4 separate regions of the Mus musculus genome follow, and all the other regions are linked to region 4. A link is a contact called in public ChIA-PET and HiChIP or PLAC-seq data. All regions are on one chromosome and are shown on one strand. The core of a region is the stretch at or near the end of the contact, and the rest is flanking DNA. Distances in the headings are between cores, read along the strand shown. Region 1 overlaps Prkce (protein kinase C, epsilon). Region 2 overlaps Prkce (protein kinase C, epsilon). Region 3 overlaps Prkce (protein kinase C, epsilon). Region 4 holds the start of Prkce (protein kinase C, epsilon).

Region 1 (2,882 bases), core at 344-2,843, 250 kb before region 4:
CTTTTGTTTTGCTTTGGTTCCAGCCATGGAGTGAGGGTTCCCGTGCCCTGCGCACACACTCCTGGCCACTCATCTGGGGCCAAGTTTACTGGAAAGGCCCTTATACAGACAGAAGTGCCATCCTGTCACCTCTACCTTGCACACAGGCAGAAGTGTGATTCTGATTCTATTTAAGGGAAAGTGCAGCAGACGGTCTCCATGGCAACCCCAAGCAGCATGTAGAATTAGAGCCTAAATCAGGTTTGAGGAGAATTAAGTTGTGGTTGGTTATGTTGTCTGTCTCACCTTGTCACAGGCAGTGGCTTGGGAAACCTGTCCAAAGGTGGGAGACAGGTAGGGCTGACACTCACAGAGCAAGTCCCACAAACACTGTCCTACGGACTCCTCCCTGGACGACCTATCTCAGAACGAGATGCGAACCTTACAGGAAAATGTAAGTTGCACGCGCGCATGTGTGTGTGTGTGTGTGTGTGTGTGTGTGTGTAGAGAGAGAGAGAGAAATAGAGAGGGAGGCAGGGAAGACAGAAGAGGCAGAGGATGAGTAAAGCACACATTCTAGTTCATTTGCCTAGGTTTGTTCTTGCTGACTTTCATTGGTTTTGCTATTTTAACCTCCTTTGAAATGTTGGAACATTCTTTTATTATTATTATTATTATCATTATATATTTTCTTTATTTACATTTCAAATGTTATCCCCTTTCCTAGTTTCCCCCCTGAAAATCCGCCCCCCTGCTCCTCAACTCACCCACTCCCATTCCTGGCCCTGGCAGTCCTCTATACTGGGGCATAGAACCTTCACAGGACCAAGGGCCTCTCCTCCCATTGATGACCGACTAGGCCATCCTCTGCTACATATATAGCTAGAGCCATGAGTCCCACCATGTGTTTTCTTTGATTGGTGGTTTAGTTCCAAGGAGCTCTGTGGGTACTGGTTAGTTCATATTGATGTTCCTCCTATGGGGCTTCAGACCCCTTCAGCAGGTTGGAGCTTTCCTAACCATGTATTTAAGAGCAATGGAACCATCCTCAAGATTACCTTGATCATGACATCCAGCTATTTATAGACTGACCACACCTTAAGCATCTTAACATTACGTCATAGTGTCTAGAACCAGGCAAATATTGCTGCTCTGTGGACAAGCCTATCAAGCTGTCAATATTAACTCTAGTAAGAAGAAAGAGCAGGCATCCCAGGTCTCTTGCCTGCTACCTTGTGATCTCTGGCTAGTGCATAAGCCAGCCTGAGACTCAGTTTCCTGGAAACAATAATCTTTTATCTCCATAATTGTATTTTTTGAGAATCAAATAAGATAATGACTATGTAAGTGCTTTGCAAAACATCAAACAATCCACAAATGATGGGTAGGGCACCATTTTATTATTAATAAGTGCAGAATTTAATGCAAAGAGGTAGGTTCCTGATGGTAACATTATTTTAAGCTGTTTTCTACCCACCATTCTTTTTTTCCTAGGTTCAAAAAGACAGTAAAAGACAGAAGTCTCCATGGCCGGCTGGCTTCAAGGTCAAGGCTCAGTCACGCATGTTTACGTGGCACAAAGAGTGGCCAATCGATTGGACACAGAGATCAGAGTCTAAGTAGAAGCTGCCCGAGCAGATGAACACTGATCAGGAAGGAGTCTCCCTGCCACACAGCCGCCTGCTTTCCTCTTGCTGTGTTTCTGCTCACCCCAGGGGCTAATTCTCCCTACATCTAAAAGATGAAGCAATGTCACGGAGAGGCCCTTCCAGCTACTCCGGTGAGATATCATTAGCCCCAGCTTGTCTCCCCACTCACCCCCAGTCTGTCTACTGCTGAAAAACCTGGGAATCTGAGAAGAAAAGCAGAGACATCCTATAGGAATGGTGATCACACTTAGTGGGAGAGACAGATTGTCCGTACCAATTTGTCCTCTAGACGTTGGAGAATTGGGCCAGGTTCACAGAGAGCAGCACCAGCAACAAAAGAAGCTGTTAAAAGAGTGGGACCTGTGGCCAAGGATATGCGCGAGTGTGTGTGTGTGCGCGCGCATATCCTTGCGCGCACACACACACACACACACACACACACACACATTATTGCCCTTGAAGGTCAAGTGGATACACATGTGCATTTGAGAAGGAACGATGCCCTGGTAGCCAAGAGCTACGGTGACTCTCCACCTGCCTTGGCTCTGATGAGCTATGACAACCCTGCTCCTGGAACATGGAGGAAAGTGACATCCCAGGTACACTGGAGTGAGGGGAAGAACTGGTCACTTCACTTCATCTCACTTTCTTTTCTTTTCCTTTCTTTTCTTTTCTTTCCTTTCCTTTTCTTTTCTCTTCTTTTCTTTTCTTTTCTTTTCTTTTCTTGGATATTTGTTTTCCCCTATCTAGGTCTCCCCTTCAGAAACCCCCTATCCTATCCCCCCTCTCTGCCTCTATGAGTGTGCTCCCCCATCCACCTCCTCCTGTCTTCCTGCCCTGGCATTTCCCTACACTGGGGCATCGAACACCCTCAGGCCCAAGGGCCGCTCCTCCCACTGATGTCCAACAAGGCCATCCTCTGCCACATATGGGGCTGGAGCCATGGGTCCCTCCATGTGTACTCTTTGGTTGATGGTCCAGTCCCTGGGAGCTCTGGGGAGGGAGGGTCTGTCTGGTTGACACTGTTGCTTCACCCCACTTTCTTATGTGGGGCTAACAATACCTAGCTCCCAGACTGCTCTTCCTCCACACAGCCCTGGGCCTGGCTGCCCCTCTTTGGCATTATTTCTTCTCAGCACTGAAGGGTTACTTTATTCATTTATTTCCCTTCATCCAGTGCCCAGAAAGTAGCTCCATCAGTATCAGCCTAGGAAACTGAAGGAGATGGAGAGAAATTGGAAACAACAAATTTCT
Region 2 (2,782 bases), core at 158-2,657, 160 kb before region 4:
GTCCACCCAGCCACCCGCTTCCCTTTCCTCATTTCCACTACAGGTCCTTCTCTGATCACCCTGCCCCAGGCGGGCTCTGCTCCCTGATAGAAGTGTATTCATGACTCATGTTGAACACACGCACGCTCTACTTGGGTTTTAATTTATTGTACATGTTCCTGAAGGTTTAGATTTCACAAACACACAGCTAATCTCAGAGGTGGCTGTGTTCACTCTGCAAACCCACGCGGGCATTCTAGAACACGGTGCTGTCGGGTGTTTTTATTCCCTCTGAGTGGGCCCTGATAAATGTCCCATACGTTATTTGTATTGTGAAAAGGAGATTTAGGATAGGCCATGATGAAGTGCCCATTAGGCCCAGTCCGCCTCCAGCTGTCATGTGTGACATTTAGGACCGGAACTTGAGTCTTGGGGCAGCCTCTCTGACCCTCTCTGAACCTCTATTTTCTTTGTGGGAAGGGGGAGAGATGATCCTAAGGTTTCTTCCAGCTGTATAGTCTCATGGGGCCACACTGTCCATTAAAGGGCTGGGCACAGGGCTAGAAAGAGAAAGTGGAACGAATCTGTCTGTGTCATCACTGCTCAGAAATATGGGCCTTCATTAGCATCTGCATCTGCTTCTTCCCAGAGAGTTGCAATGGAAGAGCCATCTGCCTGCAGTCATTAACCCCGGGCTTGCCCTGCCCTGCTAATGTGCTCACTTTAAGGACCCCAACCCACCCCACCCCACCCCCCAAAAAATCATAGCCAGGAAGGCCCTGGCAAAACTAGCCCATCCCAGCTCCTTGGAAAGGCAGCTGAGCCTCAGAGTCCAGTTAGATAAATGCAGAAGGTAGGTGTTTGCCTTCCTGGCTGCTGGTTAGAACGGTGGTGAGGTCATGCAGAATTCCCTGGAGTCCTGAATCCTGGAACCCAATTATAAACGCATATCAACCCCAGCTCAAACAAGGCTCATTCCTAGGCTGCTAGCTGAGCCAGGAACCCTCACAGTGGAACTTCAGCAGCCATTTTTTTTCCAATTGTGTGTGTGTGTGTGTATGTGTGTATGTGTGTGTGTTTAAAACCAAGCTAGGAAGGTTCCTTAAGAAGGTTCCTGCCATACTGACAAGGCTCCAAAACTCTAACATGCCCACTCCACGTTGATGTATTTGCTCGGGGTTCTAATGCTCGATAGCATGTGGGTTCACAGGACTCTTTCTACCATTAAACTGCAGGTTAGACCAGGACAGAGAAGAAGGCTTGGCTATTCTACCTGTTCTCCTGGGACACCACCTAGCTGGGTGGCAGTTCCCATGCTGTGCACTTTAAAGCTCTGTGGCACATTTAACTCACACAACCTACCGACTAGACACTGTTTCTATGACTTCCTGGCAGCTCCTCTGTGCGAGGTGTTGACCTCAGGAGTGGTTTACAGCCACTAACTCATTTAATCCTCACAACAACGAGGTACTGCCTCTTTGTTGTGAGGACAGAGTGTTTACAGGAGAGGACTTGAGGCACAGGGAGTGTGGCCATGCCCCAGGGCCCCCTGGGGGTGGGAGGACAGTCACAACCGCAGGCTTCAGCTCTTCACTGCTCTTCACCACCATATTCTTTGGCTTCCTGTGTGGTCTACCATACCCAGTGCTCCCTAAATCACCTTCAGAGGTCAACATCAACAACAATTCCAATTTCTACTTTCCATTTCAAACCTCCCTTCTGCTGCCAGGATTGAGTTTCCCCTCAAGAGGGCCTCATCTGTCTGAGGGGGAAACAGCCTTCCCTCTGTATGTGAATAAGGCTTTGCATCTTTCACAAGCCCTGACACCTGATCACCTCTCTATGCCTTGCCGCAGATATTCCTATAGGGCAAGCAGAACAAGTGTTCTTAACCTCCTTTACAAATGTAGACTCTTTCCTCTGTGCTGGTAGGACACACTTGGTCACACTGTTGCTCAGGGTGGAGGCTGAGGCCACACCTCAGTCTGCAGCTCTCTCGGGTTCCCTTTCTTCCTACTGTAATAGGAAATGACTACAAATCGTATTAAGATTGTCCCCGTGGCTGAGTCACCAGACGAGTCTTAATGGGAGAATGAAGAAATGAATGAGCAAATAAATTAAATAAATAAATGAGAAGAAGCTGCATTGTGGAGGTGTGAGCTTTATCTGTAATAGTCCCCGTAAATGTTGAGTTTGTATTTAAATGCCTGGAGATACTATTACGAAGTTTGGAGAATGGTGGAGTTGGTGGCATCCTTTTGCACGGGCACGGGGATGAGTTCACATGACAGCTGCGGATGATGGCACACATCTCACTCTCAACACCAGAGCTGCGGAGCTGGGAGGACGCTCTTGGCTTCCTGACAAGATAGGTTCAGCAGGCTTCCATCTCAAAAAACAAAGTGGCAAGGGATCAAAGGAGACACTCAGCATCAGCCTCCACATGTGTACATCCATACACACACACACACATGCCTATGCACACACACACACACAGAGATACACTTAAAAAGGATATTGTCAAGGGTAGATAAATGTGGCTTGAAATTCAGGAATCACAGAAGCCTTCCCATAGGCTGTTATTCTAAGAATCCACACCCCTCTTCCCTGTTATTGGTCAATCTGTTTTTTAACAATTTAGAAGCTCTACGTCCTTCTCCAGGCTCAGGCCAATTCTAATTCTCCTCAGTCACATGTAGATGGTAACTTTTAGTTCATTCTACTTTATCAACATCTGAGAACACTGGAGCAAGATCACAATTCATAGAGAACATGAAACAGTTTTGGTGTGAGATCAGACAAT
Region 3 (3,015 bases), core at 302-2,801, 210 kb before region 4:
ACCCACAAATAAAAATAAGCCACAAACAAAGAGAAGGAGACATTTCACTCCCAAGTATCTCTCTCTCTCCCCCACCATCTGTTTAGTGGCATATTTTGAAATCTGAGACCTAGTGCTAGCAGCAGGCAGAAAGTTTACAGAATCCTCTCTGTAAACAGTGGTATGTATGCATCTTGCTGGAGCTACAAGCCACCAGCTGTAGTTAATCAGTAGGAATTTAAATCCTGAAAGGAATGGGGGGGGGGGCGGGTTAAATGGTATTTTAATTAAAAAAAAAAAAAAAAAAAAGACCCGGGCTGCACCTGAGTTAAATATTTGACTCACCCTAAGGCTACACCTCTATTCACACTTGTCATATTATTCTTCCTATGATCCAAGGCAGAGAAGGAGAGAGAGAGACAGAGAGAGAGACAGAGACAGAGAGAGACAGAGAAAGACAGAGAGAGAGAGACAGAGAGACACAGAGAGAGAGAGACAAAAGAGAGAGAGAGAGAGAGAGAGAGAGAGAGAGAGAGAGAGAACAGGAAGGAAGTAGGGAGTCTGGAGAGAGAAGCAACTGGTAACTGCTGAGAGGCAAGTGGCCAGCTGAGTGAACAGCCTTGGGAAGCATGGCTCACACACCACAGGATGTACATAGGAACTAGCAGCTCTTTCCAACTGCACTGCTTCCATCTTTGGCCATGTGGATGGCAGGGTGGGAGGTTAGGAGACAGGCATGTTTGGGGCACACCAAATAATTACAGGAGCCCTAGGGCAGCCCCCCTCTTACCACCAGCAAAGAATGAAACTTTCCAGGAGGTTGGTGGAAACAGTGGACGTGGGTCCAGTCACTTGAGATCCTGCACGCTGACTAAAAAGATGGTTGAGAGAAAGAGACTGCCACAAGTCTCTGAAGGAGTTGAGAGCTGTAGGTTGGGAGCAAGTCTGGATTCAGAAGTGGAAGTCGCCTGCATGGTGTGGCTTTTACAGAGCTGTTTTGCTCAGGCTTCCATACCAAATCCTCTGCTGGGTGCGAATCACCAGCTCACCAAACCACCCAACCATACCATGAACTGGGGAACATTGGTCCATTTCACAGTGACAGATGATTGACAGCAGTGTGGCAATGGTATTTGTCCAACATCTCTGCCCTACAAAACTCCCTTATAGGACAGCTCTGAGTCCAACTGAAACAAAATGCAAAATAAATCTTGGCGACCCACAAGGCCTGGATGAGAGACTCACATTTTGGAGTTCTTGATCACCTGCTAAGCAATTCTAGTCCACATTCTTCATTTTTTATTTATTTCTGCACTGGGGTGGGGGAACATGCTAGCAGGGATTGAGTCTAGAACCTCATGCATCCTAGTCAAATGCTCCATCACTGAGCTACAATCCCCCAGATAGGCCCTAGAGTTTATAGCCTGGAGTGATTGGGAAAATAACTCTCAAAGAGGAAATGGAGGGTGTCTCATGGGAGGGGAGTCCCAGCCTCCAGGTGGAAGGGGGAAGAAGGCTGGCCCAGAATGACGAGGGCTCACATGAGCAAAACGAAGCTTCCAGTCTCAGGGGGAGACAGGGATTCCCGAGGGCTAACCTCAGGGGCATCACGCTGCAGTGCCTCTCAAGCTGTCTGTTGTAATGGACCTGTGTTTGCATGATCCTCCTACACAGTCGCCTGCACCTTTCATGCGTATCTCACGCCATAGGTGAGCCACCTATGCGACAACCATCATAGCTATTTTTCCTTACGTTGCTCATCAAGATGAATCTAACCATTGTTGCCCTTGGGCACTGTGGCTGTGGCAAATGGCCATAAACATTTCTAAGTGCTTCAGTTTCTCCTCTTGCCTTTTTTACTAACGAGCAGCAGACTGCCCAACGTCCACAGCATTCTTGAGTGGCATTTGGAAGTGGAGCTGGAGCCGAGGAAGCACAATAAGGCAGTTGAATCATCGTGTGAGTCCCAGGGGACTGTACCCATTTTACAGCATTATAAAACTATGAAGAAGAATGTCCGGATCTGAGTGTGGTGTCTCATGTCTGTAATGCCAGCATTCCACAGAAGGTTCCACAGAAGGTAGCAGTTTCGGGGCTAGCCTGAGCTACACGGAAGGCCTTGTCTTGTTAATAAACAGCAAAATAAAAATGGGATGTCTGGGTGAACATTGGCAGAGCTGGGTTCTAATTCATTGAAGAGTCTGATCCTACTTCCATAAACTTGAATTTCCCTTTTAGAAGATGGTGGGCTAGCAGGATGATGTTCCTAAAACTACCCCCAGCTCCCAGACATTGAGCTTCCTCTCCAGACTCACAGCACCACAGACGACCCGTGCCCTTATGAGTCCTCAGCATTTCCACCGTGAACTACCAGCTCCGACACAGAACATGCCCAAGATCACCTAGACATCAAGTTAGACAAGTTCAAAATGGAACTAAAAAATCGACCCTATGCTCTTGAAGTCCTTGCCATGTGTCATCATGATCCCGTCCTTCTGGTTGCTAGGAAGAAGCCCTTTGGGGTCATCGCCGACTCTTCCCTACGTCCCCCAATCCACTTACGGCATGTCAACACACTCTGACTGTACATGACTCAAAATATCCAAAGTCTACTTCTTCTACCACCCTGATCTGGCTGCTGTCATCACAGCGTGGCTCAGCTCTTGGTCCTCCGTTCCTCCCTTGTACTGTCACTGTTTCTTACTATCCGTTCTTAACAATGAAGCCAGAAAGGCCACATCAGACCTCAGGTCAGGCCATCCCTCTGCCCAGAGCCCAACTGTGGCTCCCACCTTTCCTTGGGGTCAAGGCCAGATCCTCAGTGTGACCCTCAGTGTGATGGTACTCAGTGTCCCACTGAGCTGGCTCTCTGCTCCTGCCCTAGATTCTTCTCCTTCTTGGCCCACGCTGGCTTTCTCATGTGCAGGGCCTTTGCACTCCTGTCTTCTCTGTCCGAGCTGTCTTTCACACCTGCATGATTAACTTCACCACCTCCAGATTTTCCTAACTCACCTCCCTCCCCCACTACCCACTTCA
Region 4 (3,170 bases), core at 299-2,798:
ACAAAAACCCTCCAGTCTGAGCTCCACGTGTCTCTCCAAGGACAGAGAGACCCACCCACACACAGTCGCTCAGCCAAGTCCACCAGGGACTTGCAGATTCCTTCCACCAACCTATGCACCTGCATTCCGGGTTCTCTCCCAACTTGCAAGCCACCTGTACTGCCCACTGTTGGGAGGGCACGGGGGGGGGGGCAAGGGATAGTGCCCATCTGTCAAATCTCGTCTTTCATACCCTACTGTATATGTCTCTTCAGCTAGGAAATAAAACGTGCCTCTTCAAGAAAACTGAGCCGCACATGCACACACAGACAGCCCAGAGCCCCAGGACCAATGCTCAGGCAGCAAGTCTTTCCCTGGGACCCGGGACTCCCGGACGTGGAGGACCGACTCACCCAGTCCTCGAAGTGACGGCTCCCATTCTGCAGCAGCTCCTCGAACTGGATGGTGCAGTTGGCCACGAAGTCGTCGTAGCCGATAGGAGCGTCGTGAAAGACAGCCAGCTCGATCTTGCGCCCATTGCACACATCGGTGACGAACTCATCGTGCCAGGCCGGGCTGTTGGTCTTTTGCTTGGTGGCTGTTTGGCCGATGCGCGAGTCGTCCACGTTAAGGGCAATGTAGGGGTCCAAAAGGAACGTCTGTGGCCGGGGTCCCACCGCATGGCGCAGCGACCAGGCTGTGGGCTTCAAGCTCACCGCCTCGCAGATTTTGATCTTAAGAAGGCCATTGAACACTACCATGGTCGGGGCGGGGGTCACTCCGTCCGCCCCGAGGGCAGGATTGAAGAGCAGGAGCAGGCGCGCCGGGAGCCTGGGGGACTCCTGGGTCCCCTCTTGCCCCACCCCACTCACTCGCTACACCTTGTGGCGCTGCCTCCTGGCGCCGCCGATTCTCAGCGAGTGCATGTATTTCCTCGCCGGATTCCTAACGGAAAACAGGGAGGGGGGAGAGCTGGAGACGTCCGTTTTTTTGGAGCAAGTCTCTCCCCCCCACCACCGGCGACACCTCCACGGCAGGAGACGAGCTGTCGCCTCCGCTGCAAGCCGCGGGGGCTGCCTCGCCGCCTCGCTGGTTCTTCGGGTCCGTGTGCGGAGAAGCAGGCGCCGCGCCCGGCGCTCACCTACCTTTCCGAAACATAATCCCCGGGCAATTTCGACTCCCGGAGGGGGAGGGGGCGGCGGGACGGGGCGGGGACGAGAACCGGGGGCACAGATTTCAACCCGGATCCTCTTCGCCCACCCAGCGCCTGCCTCGGACGGCGCGGGGCGGAGGGTGGACTGAGGGATGTGCAGTCTATCCGGAGGGATGCATGTCGAGAGGAAATGGTCCTCCCCGGAGCCAAATTTTTAAAAAATCCACAAGCCGCACGATCAGCCCCGCCGTCACCTCCCGGGTTAAGCAGAGTCGCGCCGTAGCCGGCGATCGCGAGGCGCCCGGTGCCTGGGATCTCACATCCGCGCGGGCTTGGGAGGTAGAGGTGGCCGCCACTTGGGTTCGGGGCGCAGGCCGGCACCCGGCGGTGCGCAGCGCGGCGGCCGGGCAGGGACTGCGACTCCGCGCGGCCCCTCCTCCCGCCCGCCGGCGCCCGCCCGCCCGCCGCGCTCCCCGCGTCCGCGCTCTCGGCTGCCGCCGGCTCGCCGCCCGCCAGAGCGCTCAGCCCGCGATCTGCTTCCCTCGATCGCTGTGCGAGCGATTCTCCCTCCCTCTAATGCAGGAAATGCGCAAAAGACGTCAGTGTGTGTGAGTGTGTGTGTGTGTGTGTGTGTGTGTGTGTGTGTGTGTGTGTGCACGCGCGCGCGCGCGCGCCACTGTTTGGGGAAATAGAAAGTTTTGCCGGTTGGGGGAGCAATACGGGAAAAGTGAGCCGAGCAGAAAAGAGCAGGAGCGGGCCGGCCGGGTCCGTTTGCCGTGGCGCGCGGGGGAGCTGAGGAAGGACTCCGCGCGGAACCCAGGAGTGTGGCGTCGCGGAGGTGCGGGAGCGACTGTCGCAGGCCGAGTCTGTGCTCCTCGGATCTGCACCAGGAGAGCGGGGTCTGGACCCGGAGAGCAGCGGGCCGCGCTTTTCTCTCGCACCCTGCGGCCAACACTATCACTTAAAACTGGGCCTGGTGGAATGGAGGGGGTCGCAATGTCCAAGAAGACTAATCACCTTCCCCCACTCTGCCTGGACTGCGGCGGTCACCAGTCGCCCGCGGAGAGCTGGCCTATTTGTCACTCTGCCCTGGGATTCTCTACTGTGCCGCGATGGGGGAGGGGACACCCGGACTGCTGAGCCCTTCGGCTGGGTGTGAGTTTTGAAACCCTCTTTTTTTCCCCCTTGAGGAGACTCTCCCCTCTGGGGATTTGTTCTGGGCCTGATTGGGTTGCGAGAACTTGTGGAAGACTAGTAGAACCTGGGCCCGGCCTGGTTCGAATGTCTGTTTATTTCTCAAAGTGACTCCTCCTACTTATGCGGGACCTTGTGTGTGCCCCTTAAGAGGACAAGGCTTGATCCGCGCCCTGACAACCGGCGTTCGGGCTGCGGGAAAGCCCGATGCGTCCTCCTGGGGTCCAGTGGCTGTATCCATACTAATTTCCTCGGTAACCTTTAAACTCTCTGGAAGCAGCCGCGACGGCGGCTGGTCACGTGAGGCGAGCCCTGGGCTGCTGGGGAAGAATTTCCTGGGCCAGGGACCAGGACCGGGAAGGCGGGCGGCAGGGAATGGCTCTGTGCCGAGGGGGACTGGGAACCTGGGAGCGCCGGGCGGGGCGCGCCAGGCCCCGGGCGCCGCGCAGCGGGAACTTCCAGCCTGCGCCCGGGAAGGGGTTCGTCCCGCAGCTCTCCGCCGTGTGAGTGGAAAAAGAAAACCTCCGCCCTCACCCGAGTGCCAAGGCAAGTCCGGCTGTTCGTTCGGATGGTGAAAAGCTAAGTGTTTATCTGGCGACTCTGATAAGTGTGGATCAAAATGTACAAACCGCATTCCATTCACTTTTTCCTCTGTGGAAAAGGGTTATCATTTCTTGTAGTTTAAAGATGAGAAGGCAGTCTCCAGGAATGACATACCAAGTACAGTACACACACACACACACACACACACACACACACACACACACACAGAGTTCAGGGGTTTGAGTTCAGGCAGATCTCCTCCTAAAGTTTAAGTGTGCAGTCACGCCCCCTCCCCGTAGCT

The links. ChIA-PET counts read pairs in DNA pulled down with a chosen protein or histone mark. HiChIP or PLAC-seq counts read pairs in DNA pulled down with a chosen protein or histone mark.
Region 1: a contact with region 4 is called in an H3K27ac HiChIP or PLAC-seq map of hepatocytes, with 4 times the contacts expected there. The contact joins the enhancer-like site here to the promoter of Prkce in region 4. A contact is called at or near these places in 3 of 39 promoter capture datasets (the 3T3-L1 cell line, hippocampal neurons and liver), 2 of 15 datasets of contacts at CTCF or cohesin (the NIH/3T3 cell line and pro-B cells), 7 of 484 Hi-C or Micro-C datasets (3T3-L1-derived adipocytes, Sertoli cells, bone marrow-derived macrophages and 4 more), 22 of 115 datasets of contacts at active chromatin or transcription factors (the 230-238 cell line, SST interneurons, bone marrow-derived macrophages and 16 more) and 3 of 9 other capture datasets (adipose tissue, embryonic stem cells and liver).
Region 2: a contact with region 4 is called in an RNA polymerase II ChIA-PET map of memory CD8 T cells, with 186 read pairs. The contact joins the enhancer-like site here to the promoter of Prkce in region 4. A contact is called at or near these places in 9 of 39 promoter capture datasets (the 3T3-L1 cell line, the C10 cell line, cranial neural crest and 5 more), 13 of 484 Hi-C or Micro-C datasets (CD8 T cells, the N1E-115 cell line, bone marrow-derived macrophages and 8 more), 26 of 115 datasets of contacts at active chromatin or transcription factors (the 230-238 cell line, the HPC-7 cell line, the SCID.adh cell line and 20 more) and 3 of 9 other capture datasets (adipose tissue, liver and pancreatic islet).
Region 3: a contact with region 4 is called in an H3K4me3 HiChIP or PLAC-seq map of pro-B cells, with 3 times the contacts expected there. The contact joins the enhancer-like site here to the promoter of Prkce in region 4. A contact is called at or near these places in 18 of 39 promoter capture datasets (the 3T3-L1 cell line, the C10 cell line, the HPC-7 cell line and 13 more), 2 of 15 datasets of contacts at CTCF or cohesin (large pre-B cells and pro-B cells), 16 of 484 Hi-C or Micro-C datasets (B cells, the N1E-115 cell line, bone marrow-derived macrophages and 10 more), 24 of 115 datasets of contacts at active chromatin or transcription factors (the 230-238 cell line, SST interneurons, VIP interneurons and 17 more) and 3 of 9 other capture datasets (adipose tissue, liver and pancreatic islet).

What each region holds. Positions count from the first base shown.
Region 1 is chr17:86,413,527-86,416,408 of GRCm38.p6, reverse strand. All of the region lies in intron 2 of Prkce (protein kinase C, epsilon), which reads right to left. Among named protein-coding and RNA genes, the nearest start is that of Gm30284, 30 kb to the left of the region's middle. Within about 2 kb of position 1,593, at least 6 of the 459 cell types and tissues checked have an H3K27ac peak or open chromatin away from gene starts, as enhancers often do. A contact at or near this core is called in hepatocytes and liver, where this site is marked.
Region 2 is chr17:86,322,211-86,324,992 of GRCm38.p6, reverse strand. All of the region lies in intron 1 of Prkce (protein kinase C, epsilon), which reads right to left. Among named protein-coding and RNA genes, the nearest start is that of 2010106C02Rik, 36 kb to the right of the region's middle. Within about 2 kb of position 1,407, at least 72 of the 459 cell types and tissues checked have an H3K27ac peak or open chromatin away from gene starts, as enhancers often do. A contact at or near this core is called in CD8 T cells, the HPC-7 cell line, the N1E-115 cell line and 6 more, where this site is marked.
Region 3 is chr17:86,380,192-86,383,206 of GRCm38.p6, reverse strand. All of the region lies in intron 2 of Prkce (protein kinase C, epsilon), which reads right to left. Among named protein-coding and RNA genes, the nearest start is that of Gm30284, 63 kb to the left of the region's middle. Within about 2 kb of position 1,551, at least 14 of the 459 cell types and tissues checked have an H3K27ac peak or open chromatin away from gene starts, as enhancers often do. A contact at or near this core is called in pre-B cells, pro-B cells and uterus, where this site is marked.
Region 4 is chr17:86,166,163-86,169,332 of GRCm38.p6, reverse strand. Prkce (protein kinase C, epsilon) reads right to left here and starts at 1,548. Exons shown (of 15, transcript NM_011104.3): 1 at 393-1,548. The coding sequence starts at 740. It overlaps Gm5817 (predicted gene 5817), which reads left to right and starts at 1,848. Exons shown (of 2, transcript NR_165800.1): 1 at 1,848-2,872.